Regions from separate parts of the Mus musculus genome. Here region 1 is linked to region 2. Evidence: chromatin contacts called from public HiChIP or PLAC-seq data. All regions are on one chromosome and are shown on one strand. The core of a region is the stretch at or near the end of the contact, and the rest is flanking DNA. Distances in the headings are between cores, read along the strand shown.

Region 1 (5,887 bases), core at 2,104-4,603, 280 kb before region 2:
ACCAATCCACAGGACCCACTGTTGGAAGGAAGAACTCATTCTAACTTCCGCGTGTGTGTCACACACACACGTACACACACACACAGACACACACACACCCCAAATTTAAAACCCCGAAAGAAAGCTAGTAGATGTACTAAGGCCTCTCACTTTTTGATCCTCCAAACAGGGACCACCATTATCCTTCCCAAGAGGCCCCCTAAGAGCACAGACGATAAGGAGGAGACGATACAGAAACTAGAGGTGAGGAGGAAGTGCGATAGACAGCTGGCCTCCCGGTCCCTTGGAGCCCCAGCTCTCCCTGCATTCTGTGAGTGAGTTTCTCTTCCTATTCATCCTCACATGAGACGCTAGAGAAGAAGGAGGAGGAAGTGACTTCGGAGGAGGATGAAGAGAAAGAAGAAGAGGAGGAGAAGGAAGAGGGGGAGGAAGAGGAATACGATGAAGAGGAGCATGAGGAGGTGAGGGGGCTTTGCTCCTCCCCACCCCACCCCTCCTTTCTCCCTTACAAGTTGTAGGCTCACAACTCTTTTTTTTTTTTTCTTTTCAAGATTTCTTGTTGTTGTTTTATTTTTGGTTTTGGTTTTGAGACAGGGTCTCCATTATGCAAGCCAGGCTGGCCAGGAACTCCCCAGAAGCCCCCCTGCTTCTATTTCCTGCTGTTGGGGTTACATATGAGTCTGCCTCCAGACTTAGCATACAAGACTCTGTATGATTGCATACCAAGCGTGTTCTGGTGCCTGAGGAGGCCTGAAGAGGGTCTCCAAACCCCTGAAGCTGGGCGTTACAAGCAGGTGTGAGCTGCCCAAGTTATCTGAACTCCGAAAGAGCAACAAAGGCCTTTAACATCCAAGCCATCTTTTATTACATGTGTGCATGAGTGTGTGTGTGTGTGTGTGTGTGTGAAATGTGTGGAGGTCAGAAGACAACTTGCAAGAGTTGGCTCTCTCTTTTCCCGTGTGGGGTCTGGTTATTGACCACAGGTCCTCTGGCTTAACAACAAAGGCCTTTTGTACTGAGCCATCTCACTAACCCTGGGCTCTCAACCCTTACACGGGAGACATTCTCAGAGAGTTGCAGTGCCACCAAAAGCCTTTCTCCAGTTCATCTATCCCTGACCTATCCTCAAAACACGGAACATGGCGGGTGATATGGCTCAGAGGGCAAAGGGGCTTGCTACCAAGCCTGATGACCTGAGTGCAGTCCCCAGAACCCACAGAGTGGAAGGACTGACCCCTGCAAGTTGTCCCCTGACTTCCACATGTGCACCAGGGCACACTTGGACACACACATATAACATACATATACAGGCAAACAAATACTTTAACTTGTATAACATGGAGCAGGAGTGACGACTCTTGGTTAAGAGCGCATGCTGCTCTTCCATAGGACTCGAGCTCCACTCTCAGCATCCACATGGTGGCTCACAACAACCGGTGACTCCAGTTCCCGGGCATCTGACGCCATTGTCTGGCCTCCGAGGGTTCTAGCACGAAAGCAGTATACACATACATGCAGTCAAAGCACCTATACGCATGAAAAGGAATGAATGTAACAGCAGGTAGAGGTGTCCCAGACCTGGAAAGGTGTGTGTGAGAAGAAAGAGCCTGGAGACAAAGAGAAGAAAACTCTGACATCACCCCTGATCTTTGCTTCTTTTTACATTTCAGGAAACTGATTACATCATGTCATATTTTGACAATGGAGAGGACTTTGGAGGGGACAGCGATGACAATATGGATGAGGCCATATACTGAAAAACCTGGGCATAGACTGAAAACCTGGGCCATAGACTGAAAACCTGGGCCCATATATCATTCTTGATTTGAGATACAGGAACTAAATATCCCTATGTACTTAGGGGTTTTCCTATTTTTGTTATTTGTTTTGTTTTGTTTTGGTTGGTTGGCTTGGTTTGTTTTTTCCAGACAGGTTTCTCTGTGTAGCCCTGGCTGTCCTGGAACTCACTCTGTAGACCAGGCTGGCCTCAAACTCAGAAATCCGCCTGCCTCTGCCTCTGCCTCTGCCTCCCAAGTGCTGGGATTAAAGGCATTCGCCACCATGCCCAGCTTTGTTATTGTTTTTTGAGAGAAGATCTCATGTAGCTCAAGCTGGCCTGGAACTCGGTATGTAGCTGAGGCTGGCCTTGAATTTTGGACCCCCCCCCACCCCCCCAAGCCTTGGGATTACAGGGACGCGCCACCACAGCAGACTTACTAGCATTTACTTCTGTTGAGAAAAAATTGGTTAGAATCCAGGTGACCTGTGTGATCCCTGGGGGCTGTGATGCGCAGCCGTTGACAGTTTAGGGGAGACTTGGGGTGGGAACAGTCAAGAGGAGTAAGGCCTGTTTTGTACTTTTAAATAAAATGTTTGTATCTGTCTAACATGTCTAACAGAGTGATGTGTACTGGGAAAGGGCCGGAGGCAAGGCTGAGGGGGTGTCCAGTCAAGCCATTCTTACCCCTGCCACGCCCCCTTTCAGAGGACTGAATTTACAGCCATGCAAATGCTAAACGGGTGTTCCATCACTCAGCCATGCCCCCATCTCTTTTTATATATTTGCTTTAGAATTTTTAGGCAGAGCTTTTGCTAAGTTGCCTAAGTTGGCTTTGAACTTAACCCTGTAGCCCAAACAGGCCTGAAACTGTCTCAGCCTCCCTAGCTGTGGTCCCAGGTCTGTGCCACCAGTGTCAAATCTCTGCGTGTCCAGTGTGACACGGGTGTGTGTGTGTGTGTGTGTGACCGCCTTGACCCTTGACCTTTACTTCTCAGCTCTCCCTTGGAGGACATTCAGGAACTCATCTGCAATGCTGTCTGAAAGCAGCGCTGGGGAAAGCATAGGCTCGCCCACAGACTACCCTAGCCTTTGGCCTCCAGCAGCACAGGGACATGAGCCTGCATAGTCAGGCACATTTACCAGGACACCAGCCCTCTCCTTTCTCACACTTGACCTTGATGGTGTCCTTATTTACAAAGAGTGATTGCAGCTATTTTTGTGCAGGGAGTCCAGAAAGCCAGGGGCCGGGAGAGAGGAGTGACTCACTGCTTTCAGCTTACCGTCTTCCAGGACCTGGAGAGCCCACTTTGAAAGGCATATTTAGGATCTCCCTAAATATACTGTTCTCTACAGACAGCCGGGGTGTGGCTTGCAGCTCCTTCTTTTTTGTTGTTCTTTCCTTTGTGGAATTAAGTTAGCCTTTCTCACTCCACTTTGGGGAGGGGGTAGGCGGTGTTATCTTCCAGGAAGTAAGGAGGGTGGGGAGGAAGGGAGTGATTTAGGGACACTCAGCTCTAAGAGAGGCTTCCTCGCCCACACAGCGCTCCCTTGGGTGAGGTCACTTCCCTGGCCTCTGATTGGCTTCTAAGGAAGGCTTCCTCGAGCTGATTGGTTGCATGCACTTGCCATGCCACAGCCACGAGTAAGTTGCGTGTCCAGTATAGAAACAGAGTAAGGAGACCTGCAGAGACATCTGCCGTGCTACCACGGGAGGCCCCACTGAGCATTTCATAGTCTAAGGATGGACTGTGTGAGAAGCGTCCAATAAGCTTCCCAATCGCTTTTAGACAGGCCGACCGAATTTCCTACAGCATCGTGGGTTAGAGAACCGAAATCCAAGGTCAGGTATTTCTGACCCCATTGTACAGGGCAAAGAGGGGCTTAGACTCCATGGAGGAGAAGCGCCTTCAAGGCCTCGTTTAAATGTGGTAGCAAGTGTTGGGATAGAAGCCCAGCCAAGAAAGCAGAGCCGGGAACAGGAATAGAAGCGAACATTCCAGAGTTATTGAGCAATTTGTGGTGATTGATGTGTTTCCTTTTCTAGCTCTCCGAGGTGAGGGAAGGGCGGGGCCAGGAGACTTGTCCCTGGGGTTTCCCACAGTTCTACAGCCAGCGACTGTAGCTAGGGAGGAAACAGCCGAAAACAAAGATCCTGAACGGTTTGGTTCTGTTTTGTTTACCTGTTGTCTTTTCCTACGTTGTCCCGTGCACACACAGTGGAGGGGAGACACCATCCTAACCCTCATTACTTAAGTCCAGGTCTATGTTGAGAGACACTGCCACAGGCTAGCCCACCTGATGCTCCTCTTTTTTTTTTTTTTTTTTTTTTAACATTTCATTTATTTGGCCAAGGGTGTACAAAATGGCGTGTGTGGGGAGCCCAGAGGACAGCCTGCTGGAGTCAGTACTCTCCTGCTGCCATATGGGTCTGGGGGCTCACATGCAAGGCTTGGAGGCAAGCACCGAATGAGCCAACTCACATCCCTGGGAACTTGGTGGTGGGACCAAAGATCCCGAACTAAAGGTGGTAAAGGAGGGCAGGACACTAGTCCCCACCCATCTTTCCACAGTTCCGTCCCTTCACGTTGCCTTTCCCCTGGCGCAGGAGAAAGGAGGACAAAGGTTGGAATGACCACTTGGGATCAGTCATGCTACCTCAAAGACAAAGTGTCATAAATATCAAGTCATTCTTGGACTCTGCCCTGCCTGGACTCCTGCCTTCCCTGGCAGGTGACCTTGTTGGACAAAGCCAGTGACACGAGACACAGCAGCTTCCCCAAATTCCTAATTGGTTCCAGGCAATAGCTAAACCATGTCCACTGACCTTTCCCCAACTTCCCACAAGCACTCCCAAACAGGCAGAGGCTGGAGCCTGGGTCCAGCAGACAGGGTCAAAGCCGCTCTTCCTGGAGAGGCAGGCAGCACAGCAGTTGAGGCCTGGCCTACTAATTTACATAGACCTAGTCAGTGTTTGCCACCCAGGTACATAATACCCATTAGGAACAGTTCTTATTGTCTAAATTGCTCCAATGCCTGGACTGCAGACTAGATTTTACAGCAGGAAAACCTAACCCATGTTCCACACCTACCCTCCCAGGCCTCACCTCCTTAGGTAGGACCCGTGAAATGGGGAGTCGGTGAACAGGTGCAAGGACTCATGTGGTTTAAGAGAGGACCAAATAGAGATCTGGATGCAGCAAATTTAGGTTGAGAGTGGAGAACAAAGAAAACTGAAGGCCAGAAGGCAGGTGGATGGAGCGATTAGGCACCGCGGTTTGGTAAGGGAAAGGTAGTTGGTTTCTGCAACTTACTTTTATGGTTGTTTGAACTTTGAAAGTAAAGAAGGGTGTGGGCTGGTAGAGAATAAAGCAGGGTGTGAACTGGGGGTGTAGCTCAGTAGTCAGAGCACTTGCCCAGCATACACAAAGTCCTAGACTTTATCCCTAACACTACAGAACTGAGCATAAAAGCGTATGCCTCTAACCCTTGGTTCTATGGAAAATTTGAGTCCAAGCTGGGGCACAGGAGACACTGTCTCAATGGAAATAAAAGAAAAAGAAGCTGGGCATGAAGTGGGTCTACAGAGTGAGTTCCAGGACAGCCAGGGCTATACAGAGAAACCCTGTCTTGAAAAACCAAAAAAAAAAAAAAAAAAAAAAAAAAAAAAAAAAAAGAAAGAAAGAAAGAAAAAAGAAATGAAGAAGCTAAGTCAAGGGGAACAATTGTCATCTCAGATAGGCAAAATATCACCCCAGGGCTTTGGTGTCTTTACTCCATAGTCTTGTACCCTTGGAATGTTGTGTCATGACCCCCCCATGCCTCAGTCTCATGTCTGGTACACGAATCTGATACATGAGCTGTCTCCTGAGACCCCCTACTCCACAGTAGGGTTGGTGTAGACTCACTTGTAAAGGTACAAATGGAACCGGGACTCCAGACGTTTGCTTGGTCCAACAAGGTCACCTGCCAGTAAAAGCAGGAGTCCAGGCAGGGCAGAGTTCACATCTGACTTGATTTGTATGACATTTTGTCTTTGAGACAGCACAACTGATCCCCAGTGGTCACTCCAACCTTTGTCCTACAAATGGCGGGACATGCCCGTTTGGC
Region 2 (6,269 bases), core at 1,646-4,145:
CCATGTCTCCCTGGACTCTGCCATGCTCCCACCTTGATGATAATGGACTGAACCTCTGAAAGCCCACCCCAATTAAGTGTTGTCCTTTATAAGAGTTGCACTGGTCATGGTGTCTCTTTACAGTAGTGGAAACCCTAACTAAGACAATCTAAGACTTCCTGTGAAATATCTATAGCGTGTTCAAGGCTGGCCTTGAACTCCTGCTCTTCCTGCCTCTCTCTCTCCAGTGCTGGGATTCCAGTCCTGAGCTTAGATGAGGTTCTGAACAACGTGCTTTGCATACATGGGCAAGTACAGGGATGGCAAGACCACATTGTCTCTGAGCCTCAATCTGGTATGTGTTATCATCTCAGCATTCTGGAAAGCCTTCTGCGTTTAGTTTTTATATGAGGAAATCTTAGGGAAGAGAAAAATGTTAATCACATTTAAATGTGATACCAAACACATGTGTCCCCCTATCACTCCTTCATGGACCACTGTCTACACAAAATTTTTTTCTTTCTCCTTGGTAAATATAAGAAACCTTTCTGTATAACAATTATACTTATTTGATTTTTGTTTGTTGCTTATATGAAGTAGTCTAGTCTGTCTGTTTTACTTGGTTTTGAGTTAATTGTTCTTACAAAAATAACAGAATCAAAATTACACTTAGCGTGTGTGAATCCAGAGGCAGTGTTTTCAAATGCAAATCATTAAGTAAATATTTCTATACAAGTTGCATTAACCAGAAACTGCCAAGAACCTCATATTTCTAATTTTGGCTCCAAAATATCCTCTGGTGATAGGACTGAAGGCTACTCTGCTAACCTGCTACATGCTTACCCCTGGACTCATCACCAATCACCAAGCCTTTTGCTGATGTTATCTGAGTGTCTGACTCAAATGAATCAGGACAATGACTCTTCCTCTACAAACGCTTAGACTCCAATACAGACCGTGAAATACATACGCTGAGTGTGTATCAAACACATGCATGACTCACTCAGAGGCCCAGCGTCAGTGCAAACACAGCAAAAAAGCAAGTGATCTTCATATGCTAAAAAGGGGTCAGAACATCTTCTTGAACCACATCATGAAGAAACATGAAAATGAGCTGGCAGGGGTTGGGGTGGGGGTGGGGTGGAGGGTGGGGGGTGCTGTGGGTAGGGAAATGTGATTGGATTGAGCAACAGAAGCAAACGCCCTTTTCCAACATCTTCAATGTTTCTCTAGACAACCCACCAACGAGGACGGCATTGTTTGTTGGGCTTTTACTCAAATCTGCAGGGGAATAAAGAAAGTTAGTATGGTTAGTCTCTCAGGACTCATCTCAGAAGGCTGGACCAAATAACAATCATTTGGTTCAGAGGAGAAAGAAGGGCTGGGACAAAGGGAATCTATCTGAGTATGAGACAGAAATTGCCCTTAAAGCCCAGGGGCTTGAAGGAGAGGGGTGTGGAACGTCTTACATTTGAAAAATAGTGTCTCCTAGGGAGGGTTCTGAGCTGAACCGATTGCCATAAGCAAGTGGGGAGCGTGAGGATCCAGGCAGTCCTTGCTCTCACAGACTTCCAGTTTGTCTAATGTGGCAGCTGCTGTTGACTTCTGAGTCAGGACAGATGTATGGAATGTGTTACAGCAATGCCTCCAAGGTAGAAAGACTTGGGTCTAACAGTGACTAGTGCCATGCGAAAGAGTTTGAACACAACCTAGGAACCACGTTAGCTCTCCCCATCCCCTCATATGTGCTACGGCTAGGGAGAAAGGGTCCCATGCAAGCCTTGGGTCCCAGCAGTGGGCATAGATGCAGTTACCCCCTTGCTTCCAGGCAGGGCCATTACTTTAGTTTACCTTGTGTTGCTGTGATCAAAAAGATGGCCAAAAGCAACTTGGGGAGGAAAGGGCTTATTTCACTTTACAGTTACAGTCCTTCATGAAGAGATGACAGGGCAGGGATGGAAGCAGAAGCCCTGGAGGAGTGCTGCTTACTGGCTTGGTCCTCATGGCTTGCTCTGCCTGCTTTCTTATACCACTCAGGTCCACATGCCCAGGGTGGCACTGCCCCTCAGCGAGCTGGCCCCTCCCACATCAATCAATTCATCCATCCATCCATCCATCCATCCATCCATCCATCCATCCATCCATCAGTCAAATGCCTTATAGGCTTCCTTACAGGCAATCCAATGGTGATATTTTCTCAATTGAGGTTTCTCTTCTCAGATAACTCTGGCTTGTGTCAAACTGAGAAAACACTCACCAGAGAGTGGTGTTTCACTTCAACATAAGCTGCGTCTTACATTATACCAATATCGTAGCATTTTCCTGGAAGCAAGAGAGAAGAAAAACCTGGAGTCCTAGCTGTATCTCAGTCACTAGTTTCACCTCGTTGTCTTAAGCTATAGCTATGAAGAAAATCCCCATTGGAGTACAAGACGGCCGTACTCAGTTCCTAAAAAGTCAGAAGACATACAACGTCGACTGTCCTTAAAGTGCTGAGCCAGCAAGAAGATAGAAATGTCTTATTTCTTGATCCTCTTCTGGTCCCTACTGCAGAGAGTGCCCAGCTCTGACTGAATTTGGCCCCCTTCTACTCTGCGTAACAAAGCTGCTGGTTGCCTGCGACCACCTTGCTGAAGCTCTGTATAGAAAGAAGCAGGCTCAGAGTTAATCAGCAGGGACGTCTCTAACATCTCACAGCCTCATTCGCTTTGGACCATGAGGAAGCTGCTTAACTTATTTGAGTTTTATTTATGTCACATACGACATTGGCGCAGTGAGAGGATTGTAGTAGACCAGAAATGTTAGCGCTCCGCTTCCTCAGGATGGATTTGCTTTCGTTTCGTTTCTGTATCCCTGACTCTCCGTTGAGATTCATTTTCACTTCCTGCTAAGTACCAGTCCAGAGGCTAGACTAGGGGAAGAGAAACTGAGCAGTGGCGGTAAGGAACAAGTCAGACCATGAGTAAGGGTCAACCTTATCCACACTCTTACAAAATAAAGCCACCGCGGAGACCGCAGGGTAGTGCTCCGCTGTGTGCATTCCTACTGACGCTCCGAGTACAAACTTCTCCCCAAATAACTATTTCACAGCAAAGTCTTGCCGAATGCTTTAGCCATCCTAGTTCTGTGAGCTGAGAGTGCTTTGAAGTTCAGAGACATTGGCCACAGGACGAAGGGTGCTTGTTGCCGGGATTGTTTGCTGGAGGGACTGTGATTGGGTTGTCAGCGGGCTCACTAATGGAAGCTTTGAAATAGTTCTGCACTGTAAATTTCGCTTCAAACAGCTGATTTCATTTACAGTGAAGTTCCCTCACGATTCCTCCAAGTCTCTTCCCATAGGTCGCTCTACAGAGAACATCATCAGCTTTATCCATTCGTAAAATCCTAAGAATATTATGAAGGACAGAACTCCATTGCCGGCAGAAAATGTCTTAGAGATTTTGGGCTATGGTGTCTTAAAGCAGGTTATTTTTCTTGTATATACCATCCAATGTTGAACAGTTTATAATCATTTTGAATATACACATATATGCTACACACACACACACACACCATAGCCGGCATTTTCACAGATGGGTTCTCTATAGTTGAGATCGTTTGAAGGAAAGATGATTCACAGAATAGTTCTCTATAGTTGAGATCGTTTGAAGGAAAGATGATTAAAAAAAAAGCCTCTAGTAAAACCAAACAACAAAAGCCCATACAATGACAACAAAAAACTATCCAGGCGTGGTGGCCACGCCTTTAATCCCAGCACTCGCGAGGCAAAGGCCAGCCTGATCTACAGAGTGAGTTCCAGGACAGCCAGGGCTACACAGAGAAACCCTGTCTCAAAAAACAAAACAAAACAAAACACCCAAATCCCACCCCCCCCCCCAAAAAAAAACAAAAAACCAATCCAGGGGGCTAAAGAGATTGCTCAGTGGAGGACCTGAGCTCAGCTTCCCACACACACTTCAGGTGGCCCACAGCAGCTGTAACTCCAGCTCTGGGGGCTCTGATGCCTTCTTTTGGCTTCTGTGGGTGCTGTACTCACACACACAAACCCACACACTTACACATAATTAAAATAAAGGATCAAACAGACATACTGAGTCAGGTATGATGGCGCTCACCGGTAATCCCTGGACTCAGAAGTTCAAGGCTAGCCTCAGCTACACAAGGAGCTTGAAGCCAGATTGGACTACCTGAAACTGTCTCAAAAGCAACAAAACCTACATTAGACTTCCATGGCCAGGGACTTTGGGTAATAATTCTGTTGCCAGTATCCAGAGCTTAAACATGGTGGTGGTGGGCTCCTCTCTGAGGGTTTCATCCTCAGGATTATCACCATTACTAATTCTTTTTTCTTCTTCTAATTCTTATATAAACCATCCCTGGTGCACTTTTGGCAAAATCACCATAGAATAGTGTGTAACATTCTGCATGTTTCAGGAAAGGGAAGGAAGAGGGAAATGGAAATAGAAACACAGCAGAAAGGGTAAGGTAGTCTTAAGTATTTATATATAAAATGGTAAGAGAGCCTATCTATAGGTTATAGAATGGGTATAACTCAAACAGAAATTAAAAGGAAACTCATCATATTAGAAATGAAAGAAGGTTAGAATTAACCCTGTAAGTAAAGGACTGAAGTAGAAATGAACCAGGTGGATCGGATTGCATACCTGTCATGCAAGCGTTTGAGGGGCTGGGGTGGGAAGACTGTAAATTTGAGGCTAACCTGGGTTTCATAGCAAGACCCTGTTGCAAACCAAACAAAACAAAAGGATGGGACAGAATCCCAAACAGAAGCAGGGACAGCACAAGAAAGATAAAAGCAAAGTTAATTAAAACAGGTCATAAAACTGGAAAGTGGAGGTGGGGAGGAGTCTTGACTAGGAGCTAGAAAGGGGCAGGGATTGCAGAGACAGAACGCTAGTAGCTGCAAGAGAAGCTGGTAAGGGAGCAAAGGGTCCAGCAGGAGGAGGCGGGAGGGAACCACAAGTAGTGAGGAAAAAGAAAATGTGTGTGAAGATTTAATGAAGCCTGTTTCTTTGTATGCTAATTAAATCCCCAAGTGCTCAGAAATAGCTTTGTGGGAATACCGAGTCCAAATGTGAGAAAATTATCAAAACCCCATAAAGAAAAGAAGAATTGACCAGATACAGATATAGACACAGCTCCACATACTTACTAACACAACCTACCACAAAGTCCACACTTCACAGCTCCTCGTACTTAACAACGCAACTTACTGCAAAGTCAGCATTTCACATTTTAAAACATTCTGAAGCTAAGCCAAGTGATATTTAATGGGCCTCCTAATTTCATAGAAATTCAATATGTAATAAAGATGGGCTCACAAATAGGAAAGTAAAACAGAAAAGCCAAGGTATAAAAAAATAGAACCTATTGAATCTAACGTTGATTCTTTGAAAAGGTATCATGAACAACATAGGTTGAAGTGTTTTCACTTACCTGATTTTATTTTATTTATTATTGTGCACACACACACATGTGTGTGTGTGGGTGTGTGATGATGTGTCTAGGGTAGAGGTTAGAGTTGACTTTGTGCACTTGGCTCCTCCTTACAGCTCTTCTTATCCTCAGATGGATCTTGGTGAAAAAATATAATTATGTGAGATTGACTTTCTTTTTCTTTTCTTTTCTTTTTTTCTTTTTCCTTTCCTTTTTTCCCCCCAAGACAGGGTTTCTCTCTGTGCAGCCCTGGCTGTTCTTGAACTCACTCTGTAAACCAGGCTGGCCTCGAATGCAGAAATCTGCCTGCCTCTGCCTCCCGAGTGCTGGGACTAAAGGCGTGCACCACCACTGCCCGGTTTGAGATTGACTTTTCTTTTTTTTTTTTTTTCCCTCCCCCGCCCCCGAGATTGACTTTTGAACCCCAGATTTAATAGCAGATGCTGTAGAGATGGTTGTGTTCCCTTTTCTGGGAAATACATCCTTAGTTTTTTTCCCCTCTGTTGACAGGTCTCCTGTAGCCCAGGTTGTCCTCAAATTTACTGTGTAGCCAAGGATGACCTTAACTCCGGATCCCCCTGCCTCTACCTCCCAAGGCAGTGCTAGGATTATAGCCGTATGCCACCAGAGCTGCCTATGTTCAATGCAGCGGTTCTCAACCTTCCTAATGCTGTGACCCTTTAATCCACTCCAACCATAAAATTACTTTCATTACTACTTCATAACTGTAATTTTGCTACTGTTATGAATTGTAATGTGAATATCTGTGTTTTCCAATGGTCTTAGGCGACCCCTGTGAAAGGGTCCTTTGATCCCACAAAGGGTAGAGACTC

What was found. HiChIP or PLAC-seq counts read pairs in DNA pulled down with a chosen protein or histone mark.
Region 1: an H3K27ac HiChIP or PLAC-seq map of embryonic stem cells shows a contact between it and region 2, with 5 read pairs. The contact joins two enhancer-like sites. A contact is called at or near these places in 9 of 39 promoter capture datasets (the 3T3-L1 cell line, the C10 cell line, cranial neural crest and 6 more), 6 of 115 datasets of contacts at active chromatin or transcription factors (bone marrow-derived macrophages, embryonic basal ganglia, embryonic stem cells and 1 more) and 1 of 9 other capture datasets (adipose tissue).

What each region holds. Positions count from the first base shown.
Region 1 is chr3:96,574,372-96,580,258 of GRCm38.p6, reverse strand. Polr3gl (polymerase (RNA) III (DNA directed) polypeptide G like) reads left to right here. Exons shown (of 8, transcript NM_027241.4): 6 at 170-243; 7 at 348-461; 8 at 1,671-2,387. The coding sequence ends at 1,757. Among named protein-coding and RNA genes, the nearest start is that of Gm15441, 11 kb to the right of the region's middle. Within about 2 kb of position 3,353, at least 381 of the 459 cell types and tissues checked have an H3K27ac peak or open chromatin away from gene starts, as enhancers often do. A contact at or near this core is called in adipose tissue and bone marrow-derived macrophages, where this site is marked.
Region 2 is chr3:96,297,522-96,303,790 of GRCm38.p6, reverse strand. No RefSeq gene overlaps it. Among named protein-coding and RNA genes, the nearest start is that of Fcgr1, 6.7 kb to the right of the region's middle. Within about 2 kb of position 2,895, at least 63 of the 459 cell types and tissues checked have an H3K27ac peak or open chromatin away from gene starts, as enhancers often do. A contact at or near this core is called in adipose tissue and bone marrow-derived macrophages, where this site is marked.